Linked DNA regions of Ovis aries: region 2 is linked to region 1. The links are chromatin contacts, called in public Hi-C maps. All regions are on one chromosome and are shown on one strand. Each heading gives the region's core, a stretch centred on a gene start, on an enhancer-like site or on the middle of the called end of the contact. The rest is flanking DNA. Distances are from core to core; before and after follow the strand shown. Region 1 overlaps KIAA1755 (KIAA1755 ortholog). Region 2 holds the start of BPI (bactericidal permeability increasing protein).

Evidence for each region. A called contact is a pair of places that touch in the nucleus more often than the background predicts.
Region 2: a contact with region 1 is called in a Hi-C map of liver, with 3 times the contacts expected there. The contact joins the promoter of BPI here to the enhancer-like site in region 1. A contact is called at or near these places in 8 of 16 Hi-C or Micro-C datasets (hypothalamus, liver, mesenteric adipose tissue and 4 more).

The regions. Positions count from the first base shown.
Region 1 is chr13:67,092,916-67,100,573 of ARS-UI_Ramb_v3.0, forward strand. KIAA1755 (KIAA1755 ortholog) reads right to left here. Exons shown (of 16, transcript XR_009596116.1): 4 at 5,536-6,880; 5 at 4,855-5,052; 6 at 1,866-1,989. Among named protein-coding and RNA genes, the nearest start is that of KIAA1755, 20 kb to the right of the region's middle. Within about 2 kb of position 5,021, at least 5 of the 54 cell types and tissues checked have an H3K27ac peak or open chromatin away from gene starts, as enhancers often do.
Region 2 is chr13:67,157,104-67,164,761 of ARS-UI_Ramb_v3.0, forward strand. It overlaps BPI (bactericidal permeability increasing protein), which reads left to right and starts at 3,400. Exons shown (of 15, transcript NM_001306124.1): 1 at 3,400-3,582; 2 at 6,817-6,931. The coding sequence starts at 3,453.

The sequences.
Region 1 (7,658 bases), core at 3,771-6,270:
TGGCTAATGATAGTGTAGGCTTCCGGGGGCTGTGGTGAGGACTGATGGATTAGAAACAGGGATGTCAATGTCTGCTGTTATCACTGTCCTGAGAGGGGAAACTGAGGTGCTGGGCAGTGGCATAGCAGACAGTGAAAGCAGGCTCCTGGAGGTGAGGCCAGGGCTCTGACTTCATGTCCTCACCTGCTTCTGGCTGTGCCCATACTGGGAGGGAAGTTCATTTCCACCCCTGCCTCCACTGCCAGCCTGGACACCCATAGAGGTCAAGGCCCAATATAGGAGGATCGGGGTCCCCAGCATGGCCCAGCATGAAGCCTGTCTCAGGGGAGGTGCCCAGCAATGGTGGTTTACAACAGGAATGGAGAGGCAAGCCCAGCATATGAGAACCCCATGCGCAGTTCTAAAAGAAATCCCCAGGTGCAATCCTAAAGGAAATCAGTCCTGAATATTCACTAGAAGCACTGATGCTGAAGCTGAAGCTCCAGTGCTCTGGCCACCTGATGCGAAGAGCCGACTCATTAGAAAAGACCTTGATACTGGGAAAGCTTGAAGGCAGGAGGAGAAGGGGAGGACAGAGGATGGGATGGTTGGATGGCATCACCAACTCAACGGACATGAATTTGAGCAAACTCCGGGAGATGATGGACAGGGAAGCCTGGCGTGCTGCAGTCCGTGGGGTCGAAAAGAGTCGGACACGACTGAGCGACTGAAAGACACACTACACCTCACTTCCCTTTTTGTGATCATACTTGGTCTCACAGCCCACTTGGTCATCTCCCTTTTTCAGGGGGCATTTCAGAGAGGCAAAGTTACCACTCCCAGGTCACACAGCAGATTGGTGGTGGGCGGGGGTGGATTCCATCTCCCCTTCAGACCTGAAAAACCACTCCTCTTTGGACAAAAGGTAGAAAAATCTCAGTGGCCAGCAGGTGGCAGTGTTGGCTCCCACAAGGTGGAGTTGGAGGAGGAGGTTCCAAAGGGTCCCATGAGTTCCCCCACCCACCCACCTCTGCCTGGGCGCTGCAACTCAGAGGAAAGAGGGTATCTTTTCCCCAGGCAGTCCGACCTGAAGTCTTATGGGAGGTGGAGGGAAGGGGGGGTGGTGGAAATAAGCCTGGTCATCATCACTCTTCATCAGGGATGAGTGAGCCTCATCACTCACTCATTCTTTTGCTCTCTCACTTATTCATTCCTTCACCCATTCACCCTTTCCTTCATTTGTTCAACAAATATCTATAATTCAGATCAGTTCGGTTCAGTTGCTCAGTCTGTCTGACTCTTTGCGACCCTATGGACTGCAGCATGCCAAGCTTCCCTGTACATCACCAACTCAATTATCACTTCCTCGGGGAAGCCTTCCCTGATTTCTCAATGGAAACTAACCGCCCCTCGGCCTTCATTTTACGATGGAGGCTCTCAAAATGTGTTTGCAGCCCACCCATATCTATCACCGGGAAACTTGTTAGAAATACACATCGTCAGGTCTTATGCAGACCAGTCGACTGAACCAGAAACGCTGGAGGTGGGGCCCAACCATCTGTTTTAACAGCCCTCCAGATGGTTCTGATGCCTGTTGAGTTTGAGCACCGCACTGATCTATGATATCCCTGTTTTCTTCACCACACTAACACTCCTGAGAGCTGCTGGTCCATGGCTGGTTCCTTGCACACCATCCATCTCCCCCGCCAGCCTGGGAACGCCCCAGTGGCAGGGACTATCCTGCTTTTTCGGTCTGTCCTGCTTTCTTCCCAGCATCTGGCTCAGGACTGAGAGGATGTGACGTCTCTTCATACGGTACCTGGTGCTGGGCTCTGGGCTGAGAGGCCGAAGAGGCATGGGGTGGTCAGGCTGGCCCAGCCCCTTACCTGGGGATGGCGCACAGGTAAGAAAACAGCTTGGTGACCTCCGAGGCCGTGCACCATGGCGCCTCCCAGGGGCCCTTGGTGGTCGACACCAGAAGCAGGGGCCGCCCCGCCCTGTCCCGACCGCCTGGAAGAGAAAGCACACACATGAGCAGTGAGCACTTTGGTGGAGCCCCTTCTATAGGAAACTGCTCTGTGGCCTCTAGGCTTTGCCTGTACTGGTCCCTCTGTCTGGAATCCCCTTTCTCTTCTCCATCTGAACTCCCATTCATCCCTCAAGACCCAGTTCAAAAGCTACTTCTTCAGAAAAGTCATCCCCAAAGCCATCCTCCATGTGTAGGCAGCCTCACCCTCCTCTGGGCACCCCTTGCCCTGGGCACCTTGGGCAGAATAGAGCTCACAGAATGAGCTTTGGGGTCACACAGACAGGAATTGAAGTTCCAGTTCTGCACTGACTTGTTCTGTGTCCTTAGACAAGTCAGTGTGTCTCTGAGCCTCAGTTTCCTCATCTGTTAAATGGGGAGAATACAAGACTGAGCAGATTAGGTTATTTCAAAGACTAAATGAAACAGTTCTTGAGAAACATTTAACACAGGGCAAGGGCCTCATAAACAGCAGTTGTTGTAATAGCCATTATCTCTGTCCTCATCTCAGCCCCCATGTGGTGAGTGTGCATTCCACAGCTGACTCTTTTTTTTTTGGCCATACCACGCAGCATGCGGGATCTTCCCTGACCAGGGATTGAACCAGTGCCCCCTGCACGCAGAGTCTGGACTGTAAGGGAAGTCCCACTATTTATTCTTGCAGACATCTAACCATGAGTTCTCCACAGACTATTTCCTGTTCCAGGAATCCAGACAGTGTGCCCCATGCTCCCCACAAGGGTCAAGAGTCTGAGGCCCAGGGGGTCAGCACAGTCTGTCTACACTGTGGGGAAGGGAGAGTATAGCAGGGGGAAAGAGGCCCTGGCCACTGGAAACTGGGCCTATCCTGCGCTCTGGACTCACAGCCCTGACCCCCAGAGTCACCTCACTCAAGACCGCCCTTCAGCGAGCACTGTCGACTCCGTGCAGGTACAACCCTCCACAGTGTGGAAGTGTGGGAGACCCTTTGTAGCTCATGAAGCCTTCCACAAACTTAACCACCTTTGCGAGTGTTGCCTTACACACGGGTGCAACCATCTAGAACACAGAAGGATTGTGAGACTTTGTGAACAATTAACAAGGGGACAGGGCTTCCCAGATGGTGCTAGTGGTAAGAACCCACCTGCCAATGCAGGAAACATAAGAGACACAGGTTCAATCCCCAGGTAGGGAAGACCCTTGGAGGAGGGCATGGAAACCCACTCCAGTATTCTTGCCTGGAGAATTCCATGGACAGAGGGGCCTGGCAGGCTGCAGTCCATGGGGTTGCAAAGAGTCAGACAGGACTGAAGCAACTTAGCATGAATATAGGAACAAACAGCTTGAGCTTCAACAAAGATGACCAAGAAGACAGACAATGTCCTCTGGGAGTTTTAAAATGACAGAGCAGGGGTTGCCCTGGTGATCCAGTGGTTAAGAATCCGCCTTCCAATGCAGGGGACAGGGGCTCGATCCCTGGTTGGGGAACTAAGATCACACACGCCACGGGCAGCTAAGCCCCAGCACCGCAGCTACTGAGCCCACGTGCTGCAACTAGAGAGAAGCCCACAACAAAGAACCCACATGCCAGAGCTAAGACTCAAGGTAGCCAAATAAATAAACAAATATTTTCAAAAAGGAAAACAAAATGACAGATCGGTGTCCCCCCGGACATGTCTGCAGAAATTTAGATGCCTCTGAAATAAAACAGATTTGCAAGACAGTCAGTTCCCAGAAAGCACTGTGGTTTCTCTTGCTTGGAGAACTCTGCACACGCTGTTCTCTCTGACTGGAACACCATCCCCACCATGTTACACAGAGGACACCTACTCATACTACAGAACTGAGTTTCACATCACTTCCTTCAGGAAGTCTTACCTGACCTCTCCTCTACCCCAAGCACCCCAGGGGCCTCACCGCTCCTCCCAAAGCCCCCTGTAATGCCACATAGTCACATTTTACAGTGAATTATAATAATCTACTGTAATAACCTGTTGAATTTACTCCCAGAATATGCTTCCTGAGAGCAGGCTTGGTTCTCTGCTGAAGCCTCAGTGCTAAGCCCAGGGTCTGACACACAGTAGGTGCTCAATAAATCTTTATTGCAAAGATGAAAAAATGTTAAACAAGAGTGATAACACTCTCAGTACTGGATGACGTTGACACCCCAATCAGACCCCCATTATCAGGTCAGAGCACTCATCCCCCAGAGACTGTAGTTACAGGCTGTACATTGGCCCAGAGATGTCCCCTTGTCTGAAGAATTGCCCTCCGCTGAACTGGGTCACGGGTTCACTTGCATCCTCATCCCAGAATCAGCCTGCAGCTGATGACTCACAGATCCAGGTGTACAACAGGTCAGCCCCTGAACCTTAAGATAGAACAATCTCTGTGATGTAATTCATGCTCCAGAGCTGCCCCACCCCCAGAGAATCAGGTCACATCCTGGCTTAGCTTCTCCCCTGCCTTGCCTGCCTCTCTCACTCCCCTTCTCCTGAAAGCAACCTTCAGGAAAATAAATCACTACCCCAAGGGATCCCTGTCTTAAGCTTTGCTTCTAGGGAACCTGACCTAAGACATTCACCTTGATGGCCTCACTGGAAGTAAGACAGATGGATGGATGGATGGATGGATGGAGGGAGGGAGGAATGGATAGATGGATGAATGAATACCTAGAAATTGCTTTAACCTCCTTCATTGGAAAGATGAAAAATCTGAGTCCCAGGGAGGCCTGGTCCAGAACACAGGCATCTAGGACCTTCCCTGCCTCCCCCACACCCACCAGCATCAGAAGATTCTCAGCCACCCCTATCCCCACCCCCACCGCTCCCTCCCCTTCACCTCCACTCGCCCCTACAGCCCCTGAGGACCTGGCAGGCATGCTATCCTGGAATGGAAGATCTCCACGCTCAGGGCCCCAATCCTGGGCTCAAGCCCTGGGGGGTCCTCTTCCAGAGCGGGGCTTTTTTCTGGAGGGCCTGCAGAAGCTTCTGGGAAGTCAGCCTTTTCCTCCGTCACTGGGTCTGAGTCAGCGTCTAGGCCAGATGTTTTGGTCTGAGTTGTTCCAGCTGCGGATAAACAACAAAGAATATTGCAGAAGATGGATTTTCCCAGGGAAAATGTTTTCTCACATTCTGCCTAACGATAAGCGCTTACAATATCGATCTCCTTCTATGTGGCAGGCATTGTGCTAAGCTCCTTACTACTGGTGTTGTCTTTGAACCTCAAAACAACTCGAGGAGGCAGATGAGATCCTCGTTGCACAGAGAGGGAGACCTGGCCTTACAGAGGTTAAGTCTTTGATCATGGTCACCCAGACGGCTTATGGCCAAGCTGGGGTGTAGACTCAGGCTGTCTCAACACAACCACAGAATCTTGCTCAATTACAGCCTCAAGAGACCTTAAGCTTCTTGACATGCCACCCCATGCTCTAAACCCCTGAGACAGACCCAGCCCAAATGAATCTCATCCCTGACATCCTACACCACCTTGTCACCTGATCACATCCAGAGAACAGTTGCCCTCTCCAGTTGAGCATGCGGGCATCTTACCTTTCCCTAAGCACTTGGCTCGGTTGGGTTTGGGTGAGTAGAGTGAACACAAGACTTTCCAGGGCCCGTCATGCTGGAGCGAGGCTTTCTCTGGGGCCGCAGGGGCTTGCCTCTGCCCCTTTAAGAATGAGAATTTGAGCCCAGGAGTGGGCGACCTGGAAGAGGAAGTGTTTCTACCGGGGTTAGTCACAGGCTTGGCAAGTCTCCCATTGCCCTGTTTGGTCCTCTCTTCCATCTTGGTTTTGGAGGCTGGAGCAGCAAGAGGAGAAGCTGGGCAGAGCCGGGGAGAGGATGCTTGTTTTGGTCCTGGCTTGAGCTGGACCATGCTCTCTGAGTTTCCCAGAATGCCCTGTGTCTTGGAGGTAGGTGGCTCTTCTGAGGCACCTGTCCCGAGGCCAGACGCACAATGCAGTGGGTTTACAAAGATGCTGAGGTATGGCTCTAGGGGCTGGTGTTCTGAGTCTTGGGTAGGGACTTTATCATTAGCCTTTCTCCTCAAGCCCCAAACACAGGGTTTCTCCCTCAAGCTTTCAGGCTTCTCACAAGCCCATTTTTCCAAGGAAGGCTCTCCATTGGCCCCTGACAGAGGAAGCGTCCTTTGAGAGAAAGGGATTTCCTTGGTTCCAGATAGCTCTTCTGGTGCCCCCAAAGGACACCCATTGGGTGCCGCCACCTCCTTACTGGGAGACCCTTCTCTGCTCTCTTGGGAAAAGTCCAGAAGAGCCACATACTCTCCCTCCAGGTCCTGGCTGGCCACACTGTCCACCCTGAAGCCCACCTCCCCAGGTCCAGCTTGCTCCACCTTGATAAGTCCTGGGTACTTGTTCCTGTGTGTCCTGCCCTTGCCCAAACTCCGGACAAGCAGCACCTGCCTGTCTGGGCACCTGGCCTGGTGCAGCTCTTGAGAGCTGCTCAAATCCAGTGCCTCTAACTGAAGGGACGCCCAGGCTGGGGAGAGGAGATTCACTGCTGGGGGTCTGTCATCCACAAACTCTGGGCTGGTTATCTTGGTCCAGGGCACAGGGGCCATGCCATCTTCTGAAGCTACCAGGCAGTTGTGTAGGGGACTGCCCTCAGAGTCACTGTTGATGGCCTCTAGCCAGGCTTGGGTGAAAAGTATAGGATAGGATGACTCAGGGACAGACTTCATTTCCACTGTGCGGAGGTCCACAGAGAGGCACTTGATCGTGAGGCAGACGGACTGTTCCTCCCGGGGCTCGACTTGGAGGTAGAAGTCACCTTGGCGCAGTAAGAGGGGATTGAGGGGTGCCAGGTGAACCACAACCTCATCCCGCATGCACAGCGGCCAGCCCTCGTGCAGGAAGAGGCGGTGTGAGTAGGGGGCCTGCAAAGAGGAGGGGACAGCATCAGGGAATCGGGCTCTGAAAGCCCCACCCAGGAGTTTCTTCCTTCCCTCTCCCAGAAGGAACAGTGAACAGGTCGAGGGCTCAGGTGAGACAAGAAAGGTGCCTAGGACACAGCATCCAAGGAGGCCCCACTCTCAGCATCCTGCAAGTCACGCAGCCCCAAGAGGGAGCGCCTCCTTAAATGCTGGGCCCTCCATGCCGCTTGCTCCCCCTAGTCCTGGCCCTGACCTTGAAAATATCAATACTTGCTCATCTACTGGGCCAAGGGAGAAAAGCTCTGAGTGCCAGGCACCAGTAGCAAAAGCCTTTTCCATGAGGATTGTCCTGCCAGCTGCCTTCTCTCCAACCATCAAAACGCCTCTGAACCCAGTTCAAGATGAACGCTCCACTTAGGGCCAGAGAGATGTGGGTTCCAGGGTCTGAACTGCTAACTTGTGCAAATGACATAATTTCTTTGAGCCTCAGCTTCCCTATTTGCAAATAGGAATAATGATACATATTGGCATTATTAGGACTTTCCCATGTGGTAAAGAATCCTCCTGCCAATGCAGGAGATGCAGGTTCAATTCCTGGGTCAGGAAGATCCCCTGGAGGAGAAAATGGCAACCCACTCAGGCACTCTTGCCTGGAAAAATCTCATGGATGGAGTAGCTTGGCTGGCTGCAATCCAGGGAGTCACAAAGAATCAGACACAGCTGAGTGACAGCTCAGATACCAATACACACATTGGTATTATTGGGTTGGTATGAGGATTAA
Region 2 (7,658 bases), core at 2,150-4,649, 63 kb after region 1:
AGGAATTTGGGGCAGTTAGAGCTGCAGGTATTCAAAACTGTGTAAGATAACTTTTCAAACAACTGATTTTCTGACAAGTCATCAGTCTACGTGTTTCAGCACGTGTCTTCCTCGCACGGATACAGACACGGGAGTCTGGGGGCCCAGGAAGGCAGAGCTAGGGTGAAGACCCAGGGTGACAAGTTCTCTTATAAACTACCCCAAGAAGAGAGAATATTTCTCTCCAAGAAAGGCACTGCGACCTTGACAGGGACATAATTGCCTTGTGACTCAGTTTCCTTATCTTCAAAATGGAGGATAATTATTCCTCTCTCACAGGTTATTTGGGGCTTCCCTGGTGGCTCAGACAGTAAAGAATCCACGTGCAATGCAGGAGACTTGGGTTTGATCCCTGGGTTGGGAAGATCCCCTGGAGAAGGGAATGGCAACCCACTCCAGTGATCTTGGCTGAGAAATCCTATGGACAGAAGAGCCTGGCGGGCTACTATCCATGGGACACAACTGAGCGACTAACGATTTCTTCACTTTTCACTGGTTATTTAAAGGCTTGAAGACAATACATATAAAGTGTCATAGTAGATGCTCTGTCCACAGCCACTGTTTTCATTCTACAGCAAGCCAGAAGGATTCTTGTTGTGGTGGGTGGCGGCAGGAAGGGAGATCCTTTCAGAAACAGTGGAAAGAGAAGAAAGAAAAAAAATTCAGAAGGTCTCATGTCCTCCAGGCTCAATGGGCTTCATTAGACTTTCATCAAATCAGAGTCGGGGAGACTGGGCATCAGGGGGCTGATGAGGACCCAGCAGGAGAGAAGCTAGCCTCCCTGTCTGCAGCCCCGCCCCTCCTCTCATCACCATGGAGATGGTGCCCACTGCCTGGTGGGGTTCCTGCCTACACTGGACCTGAGCCTGCTGCAAAGGGAGGGGCAGGGGCCTAGCAGACAGAATTCTGACTGGAAAGTTGGAGGGAGGGTGGGGACTGTGTGTGCTGATGCCAGCCTCCCCTACCCGGCCCCAGCTCCCAAGATGCTGAAGGACTCAGGTTGGTGTGGGATGTATCTGTGTTTGAATCCCAGCTCTGCTAGCAGCCTAGCCGCGTGACTGTGGAAAGAACACTTCCCCTCTCGAAGCCTCAGGCTTCACATCTGTCAAAGGAAAGGGGAAAGGGTATAAGAACAAAAGCCTAGTGAAGAAAACTGTAGGTTAAGGAAGCAATGAAATACAGAGAACCGCACACACTGTTCATGAAAAAAGGGAACTTCACAAAACCGGCATTGATTACATATTTCTGTGTTGAAAGACATACCTGATCTACGCTTACCAAAAGTGGGGAGCGAGGAGAGAAATACTCTATAATACACTTCTGCTTGTCCTCTCTGGAACAGGATTGCACATAATTTTTATTTATATTTTTTTGGTTCTTTCTCAAATTTTGGCCCATGAACATGGATTACTTTGAAAGCCAGAGTGACAGTAATAGCTACCATTTGTGAGCATGTTATGCATGGGGTATTGTGTTAAGTGCTTTACATGATTTAAAGCCCTTTATGTCTTCACAATAACCCGAGGTGGGGGGTGTACTCTGGTTATCTTCACTTTACAAAGAGGAATTGAGGTTCAGAGAGGTTAAGGGGCTTGACCAAGGTCAAACCACCACAGAGTGGCAAAGCTGAGCTTTAAAACCAGTTAAAATACCAGACTCAAAATTCAAGCATTTAATTATTACCACTATTGCCTCTCAGAACAAGAAAATGCTTCAGGCTCTGTTTCCTTAAAGGTTTTACTGTGGAAAACACCAAGGAAATCAGAAGTAGAAAGAAAAATACAAGTCTCAGTCATAAAATGAGTAAGTTCTGGGGATCTAATGCACAGCATGATAATTGCAGTTAAGAATACTATACACTTGGAATTTGTTAAGAGAGTAAATCTTCATTCTCACTACACATACCAAATGATAACCACGTGAAGAGAGAGATGAGTTAATTAGTTTGGTTGTGGCAATCACTTCACAATGTATACATATATTGAATTATCACACTATACACTTTAAATGTACATTTGACCCTTAAACAATGCAAGGCTAGGGGTGCTGACTCCCACATCCCAAGCAGTTGAAAATTCGAGTATAACTTAAGAGTCTGACCTCCATATACGCAGTTCCATCATATCTGAGGTTCCACATCTATGGATTCAACCAACCACAGGTGGTGTAGGACGGCAGTACATATTTATTGAAGGAAATCCGTATACAAATGCCCCTGCACAGTTCAAACTTGTGCTGTTCAAGGAGCAACTGTGTACAATTTTGCCAATTATACCTCAGTAAAGCATAAAAAAAAGACAATATAATCAACTCTGATATCTCTACCACCCAGCTTCCCAGAAGTTCTTGGATGGAGGGATTTGGGTGGAGGGTTCAGGGAGGGGGGAAAGGAAAGGGAATGACACTCACAGCCAGAAGTCTCGACTTACACATACTACACACACACACCATACACACACACCACATATACATACACACACCACACCACACACACACCACACACCACACACACCACACCACATGCATACACACACCACACCACACACATACCACACACACCACACCACACACACACCACACACACCACACCACACACACCACACAACATGCATACACACATCACACACACAATACACCACATCACATACATACACACACAACAAACACAACCACACACACCACACACACCACACCACATGCATACACACATCACACACACAATACACCACATCACATACATACACAACAAACACAACCACACACACCACACACACCATACCATACACACATCACACATGCATACATACACCACACATACATACATACCACAATACATACACTTACACCATACCACACACCCCTAAACATACATACACACACACCACACACACACACACCACACATGCATACACACTTCACACATACATACAACATACCACACCACATACACAAACACACCCCAAACACAACCACACACACACCACATATACATACATACACCACATATATACACACACACACCACACCACACACACACTACACATGCATACACACATCACACATACATAAAACATACCATACCACACACACACCCCAAACACAACCACACACACCACACATACATACACACCATACATCACACATACATACACACATGCCACACACACACACACACACACACACACACACACACACACGGCTCCCAGGCTTCAGTGCTGGCTGTTCTGGGGCTGTGGCCCCAGCCATACAGTGGGGAACCGCAGGCAGGCGGCCGCCCGCCCCTCTTCCGGCCCTGCTCGTGTTCCTTCCTCCTTTCTTGTTCTCCTGACTTGCATTTCCACAGCTGCCTCCTTTATAGGTCCCTGGTTCCCCTCCAGGACCTCGAGGTTTTGGCAGCTCTGCAGGACGAAGACATGGCCCGCGGCCCTGGCAGCGCGCGGAGGTGGGCAGCCCTGGTGGTGCTGGTCGCCCTGGGCACGGCTGTGACAACGACGACCAACCCAGGCATCGTGGCCAGGGTCACCCAGAAAGGCCTGGACTACGGTAACTGGCTGCCTTCCTTTCCTTCTCTCCCATCACTGACTGAGCACCTGCTGTGTGCAGCCCTTTAATCCAGAGTATGGCCTGCTCACTGCTCCTTCAAGGAGGCCCTCTCACCCTGTCTTACAGAGCAAGAAGCTGGGCCAGGGTGAGTCACCCAGGGTCACAGAGCTGGGAAGCCGCAGCGGAGGGGATGGAACCCTAGTCTGGAGGACTCTGAGTCCAGTGCTCAGGCCCCTCATGGTCCCCCTCCCTCTACCCAATACCCGATTCGGGCTTGGGCCCTTCACTTCCTTCCTAGCTGGTTCTCAGCCCTGATACTCGTCTGGCAGCCCCTGGCTCAGTCCTCAGCGTGGGCCGAGCTTCGGCTCCATGAAGAGCGGGGGTGCTTGGCAGCCACACTCTGCACAGTAGCCAGCCGGGTGCCACAGAGAGGATCCCCCCAGGCCACTCCCTCAGGCCCAGACGCAGCAGAGAATGTTATGAAGCAGCCTCCTGACCTGCTCAGATCAGTGCCAGGCACTATGCCAAAAGCACAAAATGTTACTAGTGGCCTTTACAGATGAGCAGACAGACTGGAAGGAGGGAGGGGGAAGGAGGTGGCCTGGATCTGAGCTCTGGTCTGTGAAGTATCGGCGTGGGGCTGCTCAATGCTGCCTCTCGGTGGCAGAGATATGACCTGCAGAACAGTGGGGGACAGCTGGTGCCAGCGACATCAGACCCAGGAGAAGGCAGGCTCTCAGGGGCGGTGGACCCCCAGGGGAATCAGGACAGGACCGAAGTGAAGTGAAGTGAAAGTTGCTCAGTCGTGTCCAACTCTTTACAACCCCATGGACTATACAATCCATGGAATTCTCTAGGCCAGAATACTGGAGTGGGAAGCCTTTCCCTTCTCCAGAGGATCTTCCAACCCAAGGATCGAACCCAGGACTCCTGCATTACAGGTGGATTCTTTACCAGCTGAGCCACAAGGGAAGCCCAAGAATACTGGAGTGGGTAGCCTTTCCCTTCTCCAGAGGATCTTCCCAACCCAAGGATCGAACCCAGGACTCCTGCATTACAGGTGGATTCTTTACCAGCTGAGCCACAAGGGAAGCCCAAGAATACTGGAGTGGGTAGCCTATCCCTTCTCCAGAGGATCCTCCTGACCAGGAATCGAATCAGGGTCTCCTGAATTGCAGGTGGATTCTTTACCAATTGAGCTATCAGGAAAGCCCAGGACAGGACACCTGGCATTCCATCCCTGAATTCCTACCCCAGCCCAGGCAGGACACCTGTGAATCCCAGGGTTGCAGACGGAAGGCTCCCAGTGAGCTAGGAGAAAAGATTATGCCCCTGCCCTGTACTCAGACCTGGAGCGCCTCTGGTCGCTTCCCAGGAGCAGAGACTTGGGCTCAGCCTTTAAGCCTAAAAGTCTTCACATTCTGTCAGAGCAGCCTCGGTCCCGCCTTCTACTCACACCCCATACAGCCATCATGAGTGTCCTGAAGTGCAGTGGAGCGGTTCAGGACCCTCATTACTGACACTATTCAGCGGCTCCCGAGTGCCTTCAGAAGGCGTCCTGGGCTTGGCCTTAGAGACCCTTCGAGACCTGGCCCCTGCAGATCCACTGATGGTGGCCATCCCACAGTTTCATTTCTCTCTGGGCAGTGCCAGTCTATGTCTGGTTTACTTTTGGACCCCCAGAAGGCCTGTCCCAGGGCGCGGGCTCTGGAAACAGAAGGCCTGAATTCAGATGCTGCCTCCCTCAGCTGTCAGCTGTGTGGTCACCTTTCTGAGTCTGTTTCCTTGTCTGTGAATTGGGAGGTTAAAAGACCCACTGGGCTTCTTCCCTCGTGGCTCGGTTGGTAAAGACTTCCTGCAGTGTGGGAGATCTGGGTCTGAAATCAGTTCTTTTCAACCAGACTTACTACCCAGGATTGTTCAGATTCGCCTATGTTCAGTTACACGTATGTAACTTAATACACGCATGGAGCCCAGAATTGTGCCAGGAACAGAGTAAGAACCTGATAAATGTTGTTGTTGTTGTTACTATTATTATTACTATGCTTAACTGGCTCTTGGAAAAACACAAATCCTGGGATCCATCATTTTACCGCTTATTCTTCTCATTTAACTTGTTTGCACATAATAAAGGATGGCAGAATTCCTGACCCTGGGGACATTCATTCGTTTAGTCATCCATCAGGTATTAAGTTCTAGTCTCTGTGGTAAATGTGGCAGACATCTGTGACATCCGTCTCTGGCCTTGGGCGGCTTACATCTAGTAGGGGAGAGATATATTAATTGAAAAATCACATGAATAGTTGCATAATTACAAAAGGTAATGCGAGCTCCAAAAGAGATATCCACAGCATTGTAAGAATGATAACAAGCAGGATCACACTCTTCTGACGAACCAGAGAAAGTTCCTAGAAGAAATGATGACTAGAAGCTGACCAGGTGAAGATGAGAGGAAAAGGTTTCCCAGGCAGTGGGAAAGGTGCATGCAAAGATCCTGTGGTGAGAGAGTCCAAAACCCAGACAGACACAGTGTCTGTGAGGGAAGAGCACAGAGCAGATGATCAATAAACACCCACAGGATGCATGACTGGGTGTTTGGAGCGGGTGATATTTCAAACTAAGTGTTGGCGAATAAGCATGGCAAACTAGTTGGCCTAAGCATGGCTTTTACATTTTTAAATGGCTGGAGAAAAATTAAAAGGAGAATCCTGTCTCAGGCCGTGTGAAAATGATGTGTGTGCTATGTACACTAAGTTATTTCAGTCTTCAGTGTCCGACTCTTTGCGACCCCATGGACTTCAGCTAGCCAGGCTCCTCTGTCCATGGGTTTCTCCAGGCAAGAATACTGGGGTGGGTAGCCATGCCCTCCTCCAGGGGATCTTCCTGACCCAGGAATTGAACCCATGTCTCTCATGTCTCTTGCACTGGCAGGCGGGTTCTTTACCACTAGCGACACTGATGTGAAATTCAAATTTCATTTTCTATCAGTAAAGTTTTATTGTAACAAAGCCATATCTATTCATTGACTTACTGTCTATGGCTGCTTTTGTACAATAACCTCTAAGCTGAGTGGTTGTGACGGAGAGAGTAAGATCTAAAAAACAGAAAATGTTTATTATTGGGGCATTGACAACAGCCTTTAACTGAGCCCTGCTATAGACCTTTCCAATCCCACCATCTCTGCTATGAACCAGCTACATGCCTCTGACCTCTGCTTCCTCTCTCTCCTCTCAGCCTGCCAGCAGGGAGTGCTTACTCTGCAGAAAGAGCTGGAGAAGATAACAATTCCCACTTTCTCAGGAAACTTTAAGATAAAATACCTCGGGAAAGGGCAATACAGCTTCTTCAGGTAAGCCCTGTCCAGCTCAGTCCTCCGTGTTCAGGACTGTCGTGTGTTGGGGCCACCAAGACCTAGACTCATAGAGTCACAAATTCCTAGACTCAGAGAGGTTAGAGGATCCTAAAGCTAATGTTTACATCATTCTGAGGGGATACAGTCCCCAAGCTGCATGTAGAAGAAACCACCCAAACTGTCTTTCAGGCACTCACTATGACTCCCGAAGGGATGTCATAAATCCCCAAACTGTGCCAAGCCCTTATGTTAACTGGGATTAGGGGTGGAGGTGAGGTTTCTATGACAGAAAACCTAATCAGAAATGACCTTAACCAAAATGTAGGGGCTCAGAGGACTGAGATGTCCCTGGAATCATCTGGCTTCAGGTTCAGCTTGAGGAAGGCCCAAATATCACTGGACCCTGTTTTTCTCTTGCCATCTCTCAGCATCTCTTCCCTCTGGAAAGGCTAGTTCTCGGGTAGGATGTCCCTATACAGAGGCCATCAGCATCTTCTCAGCATTCCCAGCCCTGTAAGAGGAAGGCACTGTCTTCTTACTCAAGCAAAACTCCTAGGATTCACTCTGATTGGTCCATTTTAGGTCCATACACACTGCTGAACCAATCACTGTGGCCAGGGAATAGAAAACATGGATGAGCTTGTACTGAAGTCTCAGGCTCCACCCCCCGAAGATGACCTGTGAAGTCAACTTTCTTGGGAGCAGCTTGGGCTAGATGTGGGGA